3 separate regions of the Sus scrofa genome follow, and all the other regions are linked to region 3. The links are chromatin contacts, called in public Hi-C and HiChIP or PLAC-seq maps. All regions are on one chromosome and are shown on one strand. Each heading gives the region's core, a stretch centred on a gene start, on an enhancer-like site or on the middle of the called end of the contact. The rest is flanking DNA. Distances are from core to core; before and after follow the strand shown. Region 1 overlaps LOC110256287 (a long non-coding RNA gene). Region 2 has its middle 36 kb from the start of TMEM40. Region 3 overlaps MKRN2 (probable E3 ubiquitin-protein ligase makorin-2).

Region 1 (4,517 bases), core at 1,255-3,754, 98 kb after region 3:
AATCTTTGTAGATGTAATCAAGCTGAGGTGAGGTTATAATAGAGTAGGGTGGGCACTGCTCAATATGACTGGCGGCAGCCTTATAAGAGGAAGAGAAGACAGAGGAACACAGAGGGAAGGCCATGTGACAACAGCAGCAGAGACAGAGAGGGGTGGGGTGGGGTGGGGTGGGGGTGGGGGTGGGAGGATGGTGATGCAGCTGCAAACCAAGGAGTGCAGGGGATTGCCAGCTGCCTCCAGAAGCCAAAAGAAAGGCAAGGAAATATTCTACCCAAAGCCTCCAAGGGAGCATGGCCCTGCTGACACCTTGATTTTGCACTTCCGGCCTCCAGAACTGGGAGAATAAATTTACGTTGTTTCAAGCCACTCAGTTTGTGGTACTTTGTTATGGCAGCCTTGGAAACAGATACACTAAACTAAAGCCAAACTTTCGTATTAAAACTGGACTCAAGGAGAACTGAACAGAAAGTTAGTTGCCCATGATAAATGTGGAAGTGCCAGGCATATAGAAAAAAATACGCTATTCTTCTAACACCAGGAAAAAGGGGGGAAAGTTTGGTCTCTACCTTGTAAATTACTCTGAAATAAAACCCAAATGATTGAAAGCTTTACATGTAACAAATGAAACTACAGGCATACTGGAGGAAAGAGTGGGAAACAATTTTTTTTCCCAGTGCGTGGAAGGCATTTCTAAGCATTATATAAACGCCAGAAGCGGTAAAAGAAAAGGTTTATACATTGAACCACATAAAAGTCAGCTTTCAACATGGTAATAAAGACTTTCAACAAAATCAAAGGTCAAATGGCACACTGGTAAGCAATATTTGCAAGTGAATTCATGGGCAAAGGATTGCTTTAATAAAGAGACCTCGGAGTTCCTGTTGTGGTACAGCAGAAACAAATCCAACTGGTATCCATGAGGATGAGGGTTAGATTCCGGCCTTGCTCAGTACGTTAAGGATCCAGCGTTGCTGTGAGCTGTGGTGGGGGTTGCAGACATGACTAGGATCCTGCATTGCTGTGGCCATGGCATAGGCCAACAGCTGTAACTCAGATTCGACCCCAAGCCTGGGAACTTCCATATGCCTCAGGTGCAGCCCTAGAAAGCAACAATAAATAAATACATAAAAATAAAAAATGAAAAATAAAAAATTACTCACGCTTATATGATACCATGTTCCAGGCACTATTCTAAATGCTTTATATAGATTAACATTAATTCTTTATAATAACTGTGAAGTAGGCACTATGTCATCCCCATTTTATAGCTGAGTAAACTGAGGCTTATAGTTATACCACTTACCTGGGGTCATACAGCTAGCAAACGGCAGAACCAAGAATCAAACCCAGGCAGTTAACCATTACACTTTAAGGGTGACCTTAAAGTCTGGAAATAGAGAAAATTTTATTATGTATTATCAATAAACACCTTTTTCTGAAAATTCCTCTATGTTTCCAGATTTAGTGGCCATTCTATAGGTGCTAGATGTTTTCAAATACATTATTTTCTTTCATCTTCCCAGAAGGTTTGCTTCATTATCTCCATTTCACTAATAGGAAAACAAGGGATCAGAGAGGTAAAGTTACCACCCAAGGTCACACAGCTGGTAAGGGCCCTGGTCAAGATTCAAATTTAATTTTCTCAGGTTATTGCTATTCCGTCTCTGGCCATCTTCTCCAGAGTGTCTTCCTCAGTCCCTAATGTCATCCTTTGGTCCACCGAGGATGGAAAATTTTGTCCGGGTTCCAGACTGACAGGCCCCAGCCCTACTGCAAACTCCTCCCTGGCTCCGCTGATTTATAAAGAAGGTGGGGAACATTCCCCATATTCCAACCCCACCCTGACCCAGGATTCCCAAAGTGGAGAGAGAAGCAGGCAGACCGCTGGCTTCGCCCCTTGCGAACTCTAGGGGGTGGGGGTGGGGCGGGTGGAAGGAGGGCTCCGGGCCCCAGAGAGACTGAGCCGGCAGTCCCAGTTTACAGCCCTGCATAAACAATGGCGGCAATTTCTCCAACTCTGCCGCTTGGGCACAGGCCCAGAGCCTCTTAGATGCCTCCATCCAGGCTTGTTCCACCGGACGATCAATGCGTGCAAAGTGTGCAGGGCGACCTGTTTCTAAAAAGATCTCCTTTGGGCCGAGACTTTGAAAGAGAGCCAAAGGCCCCAACCTAAAATAGTCAGCCTACTGCCCTGTTATTTTCACGGCTTAAAAAAAAAATCCTTCCAAAGCCAAGCGAGTATTTTTACCACAGGGCTGCTTAGAATAGCAACACCTATTTACTTGGAGGGCGGAGACTGCAGGGCTTGTTTCAGGCCTGGGTGATTATCTGGACTGGAGACGCAGTGCATGCTGTCATGGGCAGACAGTCCTCCTCATCAGAGGGCTGGGTCCTAGGTCCTTACTCCACAGGCGCCCCAGCCTTTATCCCTACCCAGTACACAATCCATATCCTGGGCCCCCTGCACCTCCATTTCTAAACTGCTCCTGGTATGCTAGCTCATCTCAGCCCTCAGATCATCTGCAGCCTTCACCCACTGCTTCTCTCTGTGGCCAAAGTGTGACCTGTCCATGGACGTGGCCCTGGTCCATGGATGTGGCCCTGGCCTATGTCCCACAACCTAAGGGGCAAACATCAGCCCCAATGAATGATCATAATCACAACCGAATTCCTAAAAATTTAAATTCCTGAAAAAGCCAGGAACCATGCTACGTTCTCTTGTATTATCTCATTGAATTTTTAGGACTGCCTATGAGGTTCCCATTTGGCAGAAGGGAAAACTGAATTTTAGGCTCACCCAGTCAGAGGACAGGCTAGGAGACCTGAACCCAGCTGGGTGGCTCCCAGTATGAGCTCTAGATCATTCTCTCATCAATGTAGGTTTTTATTATGTACAGATGAAATTATCCCATCTTGTATTACATATTATTGTGACCATCTGCTGACATTGCCCCCGAATGCTGCTTCTGGAGAGGGATAGGGAGTAAAAGCCTGAGACACTTTTTACTTGTTTCTTTAAACTTTCCTGTTTTTTGGTTTTGGTTTTTTATTTTGTTTTGTTTTTAATGAGCATGTATCAGTTTTATTATCAGAAAAACAATTGGTTGAGAAAAACAAACAGAAGCCAGCACTCAGTGTCTGTGGCAGAGGCAGCATATACAGGGATTAACAGCACACACACTCAGGGGCCAGCCCCTCCTCTAGCACTGCCACTTCCCAGCTGTGTGACCTTGGGTAATTCATCTAGCTTCTCTGTGCTTCTGTTTCCTCACCCTTGAAAGGAAGGCTAATAATAGCATCTACGTCATAGGTCAGACATGAGGATAAACATGTTGAAAGTGCTGGAGGCAGTGTCTGACACACAGCAATGACTCCAGAAGGGCCTGCCATCATCTGACACCTCTGGACTCTAGAGGAAAGGCAAAGATTTGCAGGGGAGGGGGGTGCTAGCTGGTTTCAGGGGTCAGCAGCTGTCAGTACGCCAAGGGGTAAGGCTTGCGGCAATCAAGAGAATGCAAAACTGTGGCTGGAAGAGGCTGCAGTTTTAAGATATAATGCACTTTCTGAAAGAAATGTAACCCCAGGATTTTATGAAGTCCCTTAGAGTTTAATATTGGCTCAAATTGAACAATAACAACTAAAATCAGCTCCATAGCCCTTTAGCCCAGGCTGCCAGCCTGCAGCCTTGCTCTCTTGGCCCCCTGCTTCAGTGGTCCTTGGTCCCAGAGGAACCCTGACACCCAGCAGCTGACAGTGAGAGGTGGCCTGAGTCACAGATACCCATATTTGGAGGGAGGTGGCTCTAGCTAACTAGGTAGGGATTGTCATCTCCATTTTATACATGAGTTTACTGAGGCTAGGAGAGGGAGAGCAACTTGCCCAAGGCCATACAGTTTAGCATCTGATGGAACCAGAATTCAAACCCAGGAATTTCTGGTTCCAAAGTCTGTACTTCTAGGGCTACTTACTAATTTAGTACTTTCCTTCTTGAACAGGACGTCCAACTTCAAGGTTCTGAAAACAGTAAGAAAAAAATTTTCTCCCTGTAGCATTTCTTCTCTTAATTTTTTTGCGGGAGTCGGGGGAGTCCCTGGTAGCTCATGGGATTAAGGATCTGGCGTTGCTCAGATTTGATTCCTGGCCTGGAAACCATTTGCCTTGAGATAACAACTGTTGATTCCCAACATCATCTCTAAATGAAATGAGGTTTTTCTCTGCAGAGCACACAGATAGTTAGATTGAAGGCAGCTCCCCATCCCCGGGCCCTGTCTTGCCATCACCCGCCTCCACATAGTATTTCTCTGCACAAGTCATCAGCCACTCTTGAGCTGCCCACTCTCCTTGAAGGACTATGCTAACTGTTAAGAAAAGGATCAGAGCCCTAAATGCAGGAAGGGCTATAGCTGGGTGGCGATGGGATGGAAAGAGAGAGAACATTCAATCAGCCCCTTCTCATAGCCAGGCACAGTGACTTCCAACAGCCCACTTCTATTCTTTTTTTTTTTTTTTTTTTTTTT
Region 2 (4,372 bases), core at 1,312-3,811, 120 kb after region 3:
TTCATATTTAACTTTTTGAGAAACTGACAAATTATTTTCCATACTGGTTCCATCTTTTTTTTTTTTTTTTAATATTTCCATCAGCTGTGCACAAGGGTTTCAATTTCTCCATATCTTCACCAATACTTGTTTTCCATTTTTTTTTTTTTAGACACAATAGCCATTCTAATGGCTGCGATGTGGTATCTCGTGATTTTGATTTTTGTTTCACTGATGACTAATGATATTGAGCAAAGAGGGATGCCCTCCCCTATGTGAGTGGGCCTCATCTAATCCACTGAAAATCTGCTTCTTGTGCTTATTGGCCATTTAAAAAATATCTTCTTTGGGAGTTCCCATTGTGACTCAGCAGTAACAACCCTGAATAGTATCCATGAGGACACAGGTTTGATCCCTGGCCTGGCTTATCAGATTAAGGATCTGGCTTTGCTGTGAGCTTCAGGTAGGTCACAGATGCAGCTCAGATTCTGAATTCCTGTGGCTGTGGTGTGGGCTGGCAGCTTCGATTCCTAGCCTGGGAACTTCCATAAGCCACCGGTGTGGCCCTAAAAAGACCAAAACAAACAAACAAACAAACTTTTTTGGAGATTTGTCCATTCAATTCCATCCACCTTTTCCCTTATGTATTTATTTATTTTTGTCTTTTTGCCTTTTTCTAGGGCCGCTCCCACAGCATATGGAGGTTCCCAGGCTAGGGGTGTAATCAGAGCTGTAGCCACCGGCCACAGCCACAGCACACACAGGATCCGAGCTGTGTCTGCGACCTACACCACAGCAACACCTGATCCTTAACCCACTGAGCAAGGCCAGGGATTGAACCCGCAACCTCATGGTTTCTAGTTGGATTTGTTAACCACTGCGCCACTATGGGAACTCCTCCCTCTCTCTTTTAAATTTTTTTTTTAATTTTTAAATTTTTAAAAATTAAAGTAGAGTTATTTTACAATGTGCCAATTTCTGCTGTGCAGCAAAGTCCCCTCTCATTTTTGAATTGGGTGGTTTATTTTGTTGTTGAGTTATAGGAGTTTTGTTTTGTTTTTTATATTCTGGATGTTAAACCCTTATTGGATGTGTGACTAGCAAAAACTTTCTGTCCTTCTATGGGTTGTCTTTTCACTCTTGATAGTCTCCTCTGATGCACGAAAGAGTGCAGGTGTATTCTTCAAAGGAAAATTGCAGTGGTAGAAAAAACACCAGGGTAAATAACAAATACTGGCTACAACCATCTACCAAGTGACCCCACCTGGAGCTCTGGGAGCATTCTAGATGTCCCTTTTTCCTTCCTTCCTTTATTCACTCACTTAATCACTCATTCATTCACTTGCAGAACAGACTCAGAGTCTAGCTGGGGAGGCCACTGTGGACAGAGGGGATTGCCATGCTGGAGGCAAGAACTCCAGCCACGGGGAAAGGCCAGGGGACTGTGGGTGGGCACACACTTCCAGTCATACTGCGGATCAGACCTTAATGTCTTCAGAGTTACCCTTTTTTCTCTGCTCCTGTGGCCCTGCCTCTCGTTTCATCCTGTTAGTCTGGGTCCTCTGAGAAGCTAGCACAGGACGAGATGAAATATGGAAGGATTTCATTAGGGAAATCTCCTTTGGGAGAGAAAAACGGGGAGGGAGTGGCAGCCTGAAGGAGCCGTGAGACGGCGATGCACATCTGGCCCCAGGTGAAGAAGCAAGGGAAGGAGGGCTGGGTGGGAGGGTGGAGTGTACTGGTCAGTCTAAGGAAGGCATGGCAGGTGTTGAGGGTCCTCAAGGTGAAGTCAGCTGTCAGAGGAGTCCCGTGTCTCCCAGGCAAGGGCCTGCTTAGTATCCATCTGAGTCAAGGGCTGGGAGCCCCCTGTGGGAAGCATGGCCTTGGTGCAAACACAGAGCACGGCAGCCCTTGGTCAGTGACAGTCCCTTTAGCTGGAGCTCATGCTCATTCTCCCGGCCCCACAGGGCCACCAGAGTGACCTTTCTAAAATGCAATCTCACCACGCCACTCCTCCACCCAAACACCTTCCAGGGCTCCCCAGTGTCCTTGGGGTAAAATTTCAGCTCCTTATCCCAGCTCTCAAGGTCTTGCAGGGCAAGAAGGCCATTTACCCTGTGTGCCACCTTGCCCATTAATCCTTACTCCCACTTGGCCATGACCCCTACCCACCATGTGATAACTTCACTCCCTCCTGCCTTTGCCCACCCTGTGCTCTCTGTTTGCAAAGCCCAGCCCCCACGTCTAGCACTTTCCCTGGCTTCCCAGGCTCTGTCAGCGGCACCCTTATCCCCACCACTGATCCTGCCTGGGTCCTCTGGAACTGAGGAGCTGAGTCAGGAGAAGAACAACAGCTGCCACAATCTTATCCCTCAGCTCAAGCTGGACAGCATGGCCTGGAAACACTCTCACACCCGCGTCCTCCCTCTTCTGTGGTCAGAGCAGAAACCCAGTCCACGGTGTCCAGGGCAACCAGGGACAGACACCCCCTCATCCAAGCCCTTCTCCCTCGCCCCACTTTGCAACCCTGCCTTCTTGGACTCAGGATCCAATGCTTTATTTTTAGGCCACTTTTTGGACTGGAGTTCCGGGAATCTGCCTGATGCCTGAGGTGTAACCAGACCCTGCAGACCAAGGCCTTGAGCTGCAGCCGGGTGGGGAAGCAGCGAGGGGTTCCCAGGGCAGCGCTGGGGGCCAGGGCCCCAGGGAGGCAGTGCACCAGGCCAGGTGGGCCCTGGGCCCTTCACTGAGATCTGGGGCAGTGAGGCTGGGCTTCCTCTTCCAGGGCACAAGGGGCTCCAAACACCTGAACCACCTGAGCCCCACCTTTGACCGCCAGGCCCAGAAAGGCCAAGGCTACCAGCAGCAGATTGAACCCAGGTCCTCACAAGGCAGTCAGGCTGCCAAAAACTGGAAAGAAAAATGATTGTGGCCTCCTGCCCTGGCTTGCTTTCCCATCCTGTGGGTACCCCAGCTCAGCTCCTGTCCCCTGGCTTAACACTGTGGAGACCCTACCCCTGCCCATAGCACAGGGCCTGCAGGTCAGATCCAGTTTTGTCTGACGACAGATAATTTGACGTATTTCTTAAAATTATGGTAAAATACATGTAACACAAAATTTACCATCTTAACTGTGTTTAGGTGTAACATTCAGTGGCCTTAAGCATATTCACAAGGTTGTATAACCATCACCACGATCCATCTCCAGAAACTTTCATCTTCCCAAACCAAAGCTCTGTCCCCATTAAAACTAACTCCCCTCCCCTCCCCCCACCCCTGGCACCCCCCCCCCCCCAATGCTACTTTGTGTTTCTGTGACTTTGACTATCCTAGGGACCTCATAAAAATGGAATCATCCAGTATTTTGTCCTTTTTGTGTCTGGCCTATTTCACTGAACACAATGTCCTCAGGGTGCATCCATGTTGTCACACATGTGTAGGATTTTGTTCTTTTTTAAGGCTGGATAATATTTCGTTGTGTGTGCAGATCACATTTTGTTTCTCCAGTCATCCCCTTATGCATCTTGGGTTGCTTCCACATTTTGGCTACTGTCAGTCCTGCTCTTATGAACATGGGTGTGCATATATTTTTTTCAACCCCTGCTTGTAATTCTTTGGGGTATATATCCAGAAGTAGACTTCCTGGATCATAAAGTAACTCTGTTTTAAATTTTTTGAGGAAGCACTCTATGGTTTTCCATAGCAGAATTTGAAATGTAAAAACTCCAGCTGTTGGAGTTCCCATTGTGGCTCAGTGGAAATGAATCTGACTAGTATGTGAGGACACAGGTTCAATCCCTGGCCTCACTCAGTGGGTTAAGGATCCAGTATTGCCGTGAGCTGTGGTGTAGGTCGCAGACGAGGCTCAGATTCTGAGTTGCTGTGGCTGTGGCTGTGACTGGCAGCTGTAGCTCTGAATGGACCCCTAACTTGGGAACCTCCATATGCAGCCCTGAATCATGGTTGGTAAAGGATTGCCTATATCCTTAGGGGTACTAACATTAATCAATGCTTGACCAGACAGTGATGATAATAAGACACTGGAGAACTGACAGGTTGCTAAGGAGAAAAAAGAAAGAAAATTGATGGAGGATTAAATGAAACTTACCTGATATGGGGTAAAAGAAAAAAAAAATTAGCTGCTAATGTTAAAAAAAAAAATCTGGGTTTCCTGCTTCTGCTGAGAAATTGGAGATCCGGCTCCTCTCAGAGACACCAGCGCCCACTGGCAGGGCCCCCTCTTTAGAGGTCTGGGTCCTGGCTTTGTAAGGCCCTCTCCCAAGCTTGTGGTTCTAACCTCTCCCTTTGTTCCCCTGGCCCGAGGTGGTGACCCTCCCCCAGTCAGACTCTGTGATACCTCTGTGCCTTTTCAGTCTCCTGTGCCTGCTTAACA
Region 3 (4,603 bases), core at 1,198-3,697:
TGTTCTTGGCTCCTTTGTTGTAAATTGACCATGTATGTACGGGTTTGTTGATGGGCTTTCTGTTGTGTTCCATTGATCTGTATGTCTGTTTTTGTGTCAGTACCATCCTGTTTTGATCATTTTAGCTTTGTAATACAGTTTGAAATCAGGAAGTGTGGCGCTCCAGCTTCATTCGTCCTTCTTGGGATTGCTTTAGCTATTCCAAGTTTTTGTGGGTCTATACAGATTTTAGGATTGTTTTTTCTATTTCTATGAAAAATGCCATTGGAATTTTGATAGAGATTGCAGTGGTCTCTAGATTGCTTTGGGTAAAGAATTAACAATATTAATTCTTCTAACCCTTGAGCATGGAGTATCTTCCCATTTATGTCAACTTCAATTTCTTTCACCACTGTCTTACAGTTTTCAACATACAGATCTTTCACCTTTGTGGTATTCTGGGTACTATATTCTTTTTTATGCAATTTTAAATGAGATTTTCGTAATTCCTCTTTATGGTAATAATCCATTGTTAGTACATGGAAAACCAACTGATTTTTATACATTGATTTTGTATCCTGCACCTTTACTGGAATGTATAGCTGTAATATTTACATACATTAGAACCGTACAAGGTAATGTAATTTTCACCATAACTTGTGTATTTTTTAAAAGGAAAATAAGTTGTTTATATTTACCAACATATTTAATATTACCAGTGCTCTTTCCTCTGTTATGTAATTCCTTCCAGTTGATGTAATTTCTCTTCAGCCTCAAGAATGCCTTTAACATTTTGCTCATTTGCTAATGATGAATTCTTAGTTTTCTTTTTATCAGAAATCACTCCCCTCCCCCATTCTTGAGGGATATTTTTATTGACTAAATCGGTCTTTTGTTTTTGTTTCAATTTCTGGCTCCATTTTCAATGAACAGAATTCTGAAATGATTGGGGGTCTCCCCCCACTTTTCTTTCAGCACTTTGCGAATGTTCCACTGTTATCTGACTTCTCTGGTTTATGGTAAGAAGTCAGTGGTTGTTCAGACGGTAGTGTCATTTTTGAGTCTTTATCTTAGTTTTTAAGAAGTTTGATGTTTTGCCTTGGGAGTGATTTTTCCTATTTAACTGCGTGGTTTTCTTTGAGTTTGTAAGGGAAAATTCTTACCAAATGTAATACCAAAAGTAGGGAAATTCTGGCCATTGTTTCATCAAATATTTTTTCTACCCTGTTTTTTTCTTCTGGGACTCTTAATCACAGGTAATGGACTTTTTTATATTGTTCTGCAAAGTTTGGGGCTCTGTTTTGTGGTGTGTATGTAGTTTGTTTTGTTTTGTTTTCATTCTTTTTCCCCTCTCTTCATCTTCTTGAACACACATATAGTAGCTGCTTTGAAATCCTTGTCATTTGAAGTTGGTCTCTGTTGACTCTTTTTCCCTTTAGAATGGGTAACATTTTACTGATTCTTCATTATGATGAGTCATTTGAGGTTGTGTTCTAGACACTGTAAATGTTACCCAGTAGAAATTCTGGATTTTTTTAGGTACATCTATAAAGGAAGCATTGTTTTATTTTAATAGATAAATTGTTTAGATTCAAACTTGTGGGCAGCAGTTCAAATCTCAGTTTTTTATCCTTTGCAGAGTTGCCATGAGCCTGCTCCACTGATGTGTGTGTGGGTCAGGGGCTGGTTGGGGATTTGGATGAAGTTGATACACAGCATTTCGGTGGGTCCCTCTCAGGCCCTTTTTTTATGGGAGGCGGGGGGTGAGCAGGGGCTGCTTCCTCACTGGTTCATTTCCTCTGTTTCTTTGTTCTTAGAGCCAGAAAAACTTGGCTCTCTCTCCACGGGAGTTTTAGCTACCCTGCGTAGATATTTAACAGGCACCTGCTCTAGGCTAAACGTTTTTGGGTTTGTTTTGTTTTTCTTTTTGCTTTTTAGGGCCACACCCGCAGCATATGGAGGTTCCCAGGCTAGGGGTCTAATCGGAGCCACAGCCGCCGACCTATGCCACAGCCACAGCCACACCAGATCCAAGCCGCGTCTGTGATCTACACCACTGCTCACAGCAATGCCAGCAATGCCAGATCCTTAACCTACTGAGCGGGCCCAGGGATTGAACCCGAAACATCATGGTTCTTAGTCAGATTCATTTACACTGCACCAGGACGGGAACTCTTTTTTTTTTTTTTTTCCCCCTAAAAAAGTTAACCTCTTGCCAATTCCATCCTTCTAAATAATTTAAACCTGCTTCTCTTCATTCTCCAATGCCTGCCTGTCTGTATTTCTAGTTAATCTGTAGGAAGGGTACTAAAAGCATAATTGTATGTCATCTTTTTAAATGGTTTCCTTTAAGTTGCATATTGATTACTAAAGGCTTGATAATTTCTCGTTTCACCATTTTTTTCTCCTGTGGTGTTACTCTGTGTCCACCAGAGGGCAGAAGTGGCGAGGCAGAGGGGTCCAGCCTGGAGAAGGCAGCTCTGCTGTTCTTGTGTAATTGCTGTTTAGGTCTTCCTGGCCTTGGTTTCTGTTGAGGATGGTGTTTTTATGCATTCTGCACACTTTTACAGGGCAATAGGCCAGGCACTTTCAAGCTAAGCACCAGTGGGGAATATAGAGTAAAAATCATTAAGAAATTTCATGGGAAATTGCAAAAAGTAGTTATACAGGTTTTTTGGTGACATATTCCTCATGAGAGACCCATCTAGCGGTGGTAACAAAGAAGGCATTGGGATCCCCCTGGGGGTGTCAGAGAAAGCAGGAGGAGGAGGACCTGAGCCCTGAAACATGATAGCCTGTGTGTCCTGGGGATGGGGGGCCAGGGGAATGACAGATTTTGTTTGTGGAGCAATGGCAGTGGTCCCTGGGGCTGGCAAAGGTGTGTGGAAGGATGTGGGACCTACTGGGACACAGACATGAGTTAAGTCTGATGCGTCCTTGCGCTTCAGCCTAATCGTGGTCTTTAAGAACAGGGTGACATGGAGCTCCTGCTGTGGTGCAGTGGGATCAGCAATGTTTTGGGAGCGCTGGGACGCAGGTTTGATCCCCAGCCCAGCACAGTGGGTGAAGGATCCAGAGTTGCCACGTCTGTGGCTTAGGTCATGCAGGACCTTGGCAGGTGGGCAGCAGAGGATGGTCGATTGGGGAGGTGCTTTGTGACAGAAGTAACAACGGGATATGAAAGCTGAGAACAAAGAGGGAACCCCAGTGAACTGGAGGCTTTTGTCCTTGGTGACCAAATAAGGCTGGGAGGAAAATGATTTGGGGGTGGAGGCTAGAGAATAATGTTTGTATCCTGATGAGTTTGTTAAGTAAAGCCAGTGTCCTGCAGACTGTGGTAAGAACTCACCATTTTGGGTTTTTTTTGTTTTTTGTTTTTTTTTTTTGCCATTTCTTGAGCCGCTCCCATGACATGTGGAGGTTCCCAGGCTAGGGGTGAATTGGAACTGTAGCCGCCGGCCTATGCCGGAGCCACAGCAATGCCAGATCCAAGCTGCATCTGCAACCTGCACCACAGCTCATGGCAACGCCAGATCCTTAACCCACTGAGCCAGGCCAGAGATTGAACCCGCAACCTCATGGTTCCTAGTCGGATTCGTTAACCACTGAGCCATGACGAGAACTCCGAGAACTCACCATTTGAGTGGTCATTTGAAGATCTGCTCAGAACTTTGGGGACCAGGGACCCTGGAAGGTGTCTGGACCACAGACCTGGTGGGAGGGGACAGCTGTTGGGGAGCTTCTCTTTGTGCTGCTGAGGCCTGTCTCAGAGACTCTGCCCACCCTCTTTGCCATCCCCTGCTCTGAGAAAACGGAAAGCACTGGAGTCAAGGAAGCCCCTTCCTTGTCGTCTGCCACTGTGATGTACCCCAGCCCCCCTGGCAGCAGCTGGCCCTGTCTGCTGAGGTTTGGCTTCATTTCTGCACCTTCCCCTCCCAGACACTTTCCACCTTTGAACATCTCTTCCTCTTCGTCTTGGGATCATTTAGGATTGCATCGGTCCTAATTTCATTTTAGCAAGAAGGATGGGAATTCTCAGTTTGGTTCTGAGTTACTTCAGGAGCAGGGGTTCTTCCCATAGGGGTCTGTAGCTAGAATTAAGACAGGGGAAGAAGACCTGTGTGTCTTAAATAAAACACTTCTGAGGGAGGGTTTGTAGCATGTAGTTAAGCAGCTCTGCTCTGGAAGGTGGGGACCAAGGAAAATGAGATGAGGCCTGTGACTTGAAGGCAGCTGCTAAAATTCACTGCTTTCCCCTGAGACTCCTAACTCAAGGCTGTCACCTTGGTGTCACTGCTGAGCAGGAGGAAGGGAAACTTTTCTGGGTGGTGCTCCTTTTGGGACTTTGAGCTGAGGCAAGTAGCTCAGCTTCAGAACCTTGGAGCCCAGACAGCTGGCCCAGAGGAGTGGTCAGACCACTGCCGGTCAAAACACAAGTTAAACTGCCTGTGAGGGAATTAAATTTCCAGCTTGGAAATCAGCATCCAGCTGCTCCGAGCCTCTGTTTCCCTACCGCTAATGTGAGGCTGACCTGGCTCTGGCAGGGATGAGAAAAGCAGTGGTTCACCTAAACCCCAGATTCTCTTACCCATCCTCTTGATCTTTTCTTTCTGCTTTTCAGAAA

Evidence for each region. A called contact is a pair of places that touch in the nucleus more often than the background predicts. HiChIP or PLAC-seq counts read pairs in DNA pulled down with a chosen protein or histone mark.
Region 1: a contact with region 3 is called in an H3K27ac HiChIP or PLAC-seq map of skeletal muscle. The contact joins two enhancer-like sites. A contact is called at or near these places in 2 of 5 promoter capture datasets (fetal liver and liver), 6 of 47 Hi-C or Micro-C datasets (alveolar macrophages, blood, liver and 1 more) and 2 of 2 datasets of contacts at active chromatin or transcription factors (alveolar macrophages and skeletal muscle).
Region 2: a contact with region 3 is called in a Hi-C map of skeletal muscle, with 5 times the contacts expected there. The contact joins two enhancer-like sites. A contact is called at or near these places in 27 of 47 Hi-C or Micro-C datasets (adipose tissue, alveolar macrophages, blood and 16 more) and 2 of 2 datasets of contacts at active chromatin or transcription factors (alveolar macrophages and skeletal muscle).

The regions. Positions count from the first base shown.
Region 1 is chr13:68,672,822-68,677,338 of Sscrofa11.1, forward strand. It overlaps LOC110256287 (a long non-coding RNA gene), which reads right to left. Exons shown (of 3, transcript XR_002337660.1): 2 at 1,304-4,014. Among named protein-coding and RNA genes, the nearest start is that of RAF1, 17 kb to the left of the region's middle. Within about 2 kb of position 2,505, at least 36 of the 83 cell types and tissues checked have an H3K27ac peak or open chromatin away from gene starts, as enhancers often do. A contact at or near this core is called in skeletal muscle, where this site is marked.
Region 2 is chr13:68,698,835-68,703,206 of Sscrofa11.1, forward strand. No RefSeq gene overlaps it. Among named protein-coding and RNA genes, the nearest start is that of TMEM40, 36 kb to the right of the region's middle. Within about 2 kb of position 2,562, at least 2 of the 83 cell types and tissues checked have an H3K27ac peak or open chromatin away from gene starts, as enhancers often do. A contact at or near this core is called in skeletal muscle, where this site is marked.
Region 3 is chr13:68,574,889-68,579,491 of Sscrofa11.1, forward strand. MKRN2 (probable E3 ubiquitin-protein ligase makorin-2) reads left to right here. Exons shown (of 8, transcript XM_021069355.1): 7 at 4,601-4,603. Among named protein-coding and RNA genes, the nearest start is that of MKRN2, 31 kb to the left of the region's middle. Within about 2 kb of position 2,448, at least 4 of the 83 cell types and tissues checked have an H3K27ac peak or open chromatin away from gene starts, as enhancers often do. A contact at or near this core is called in skeletal muscle, where this site is marked.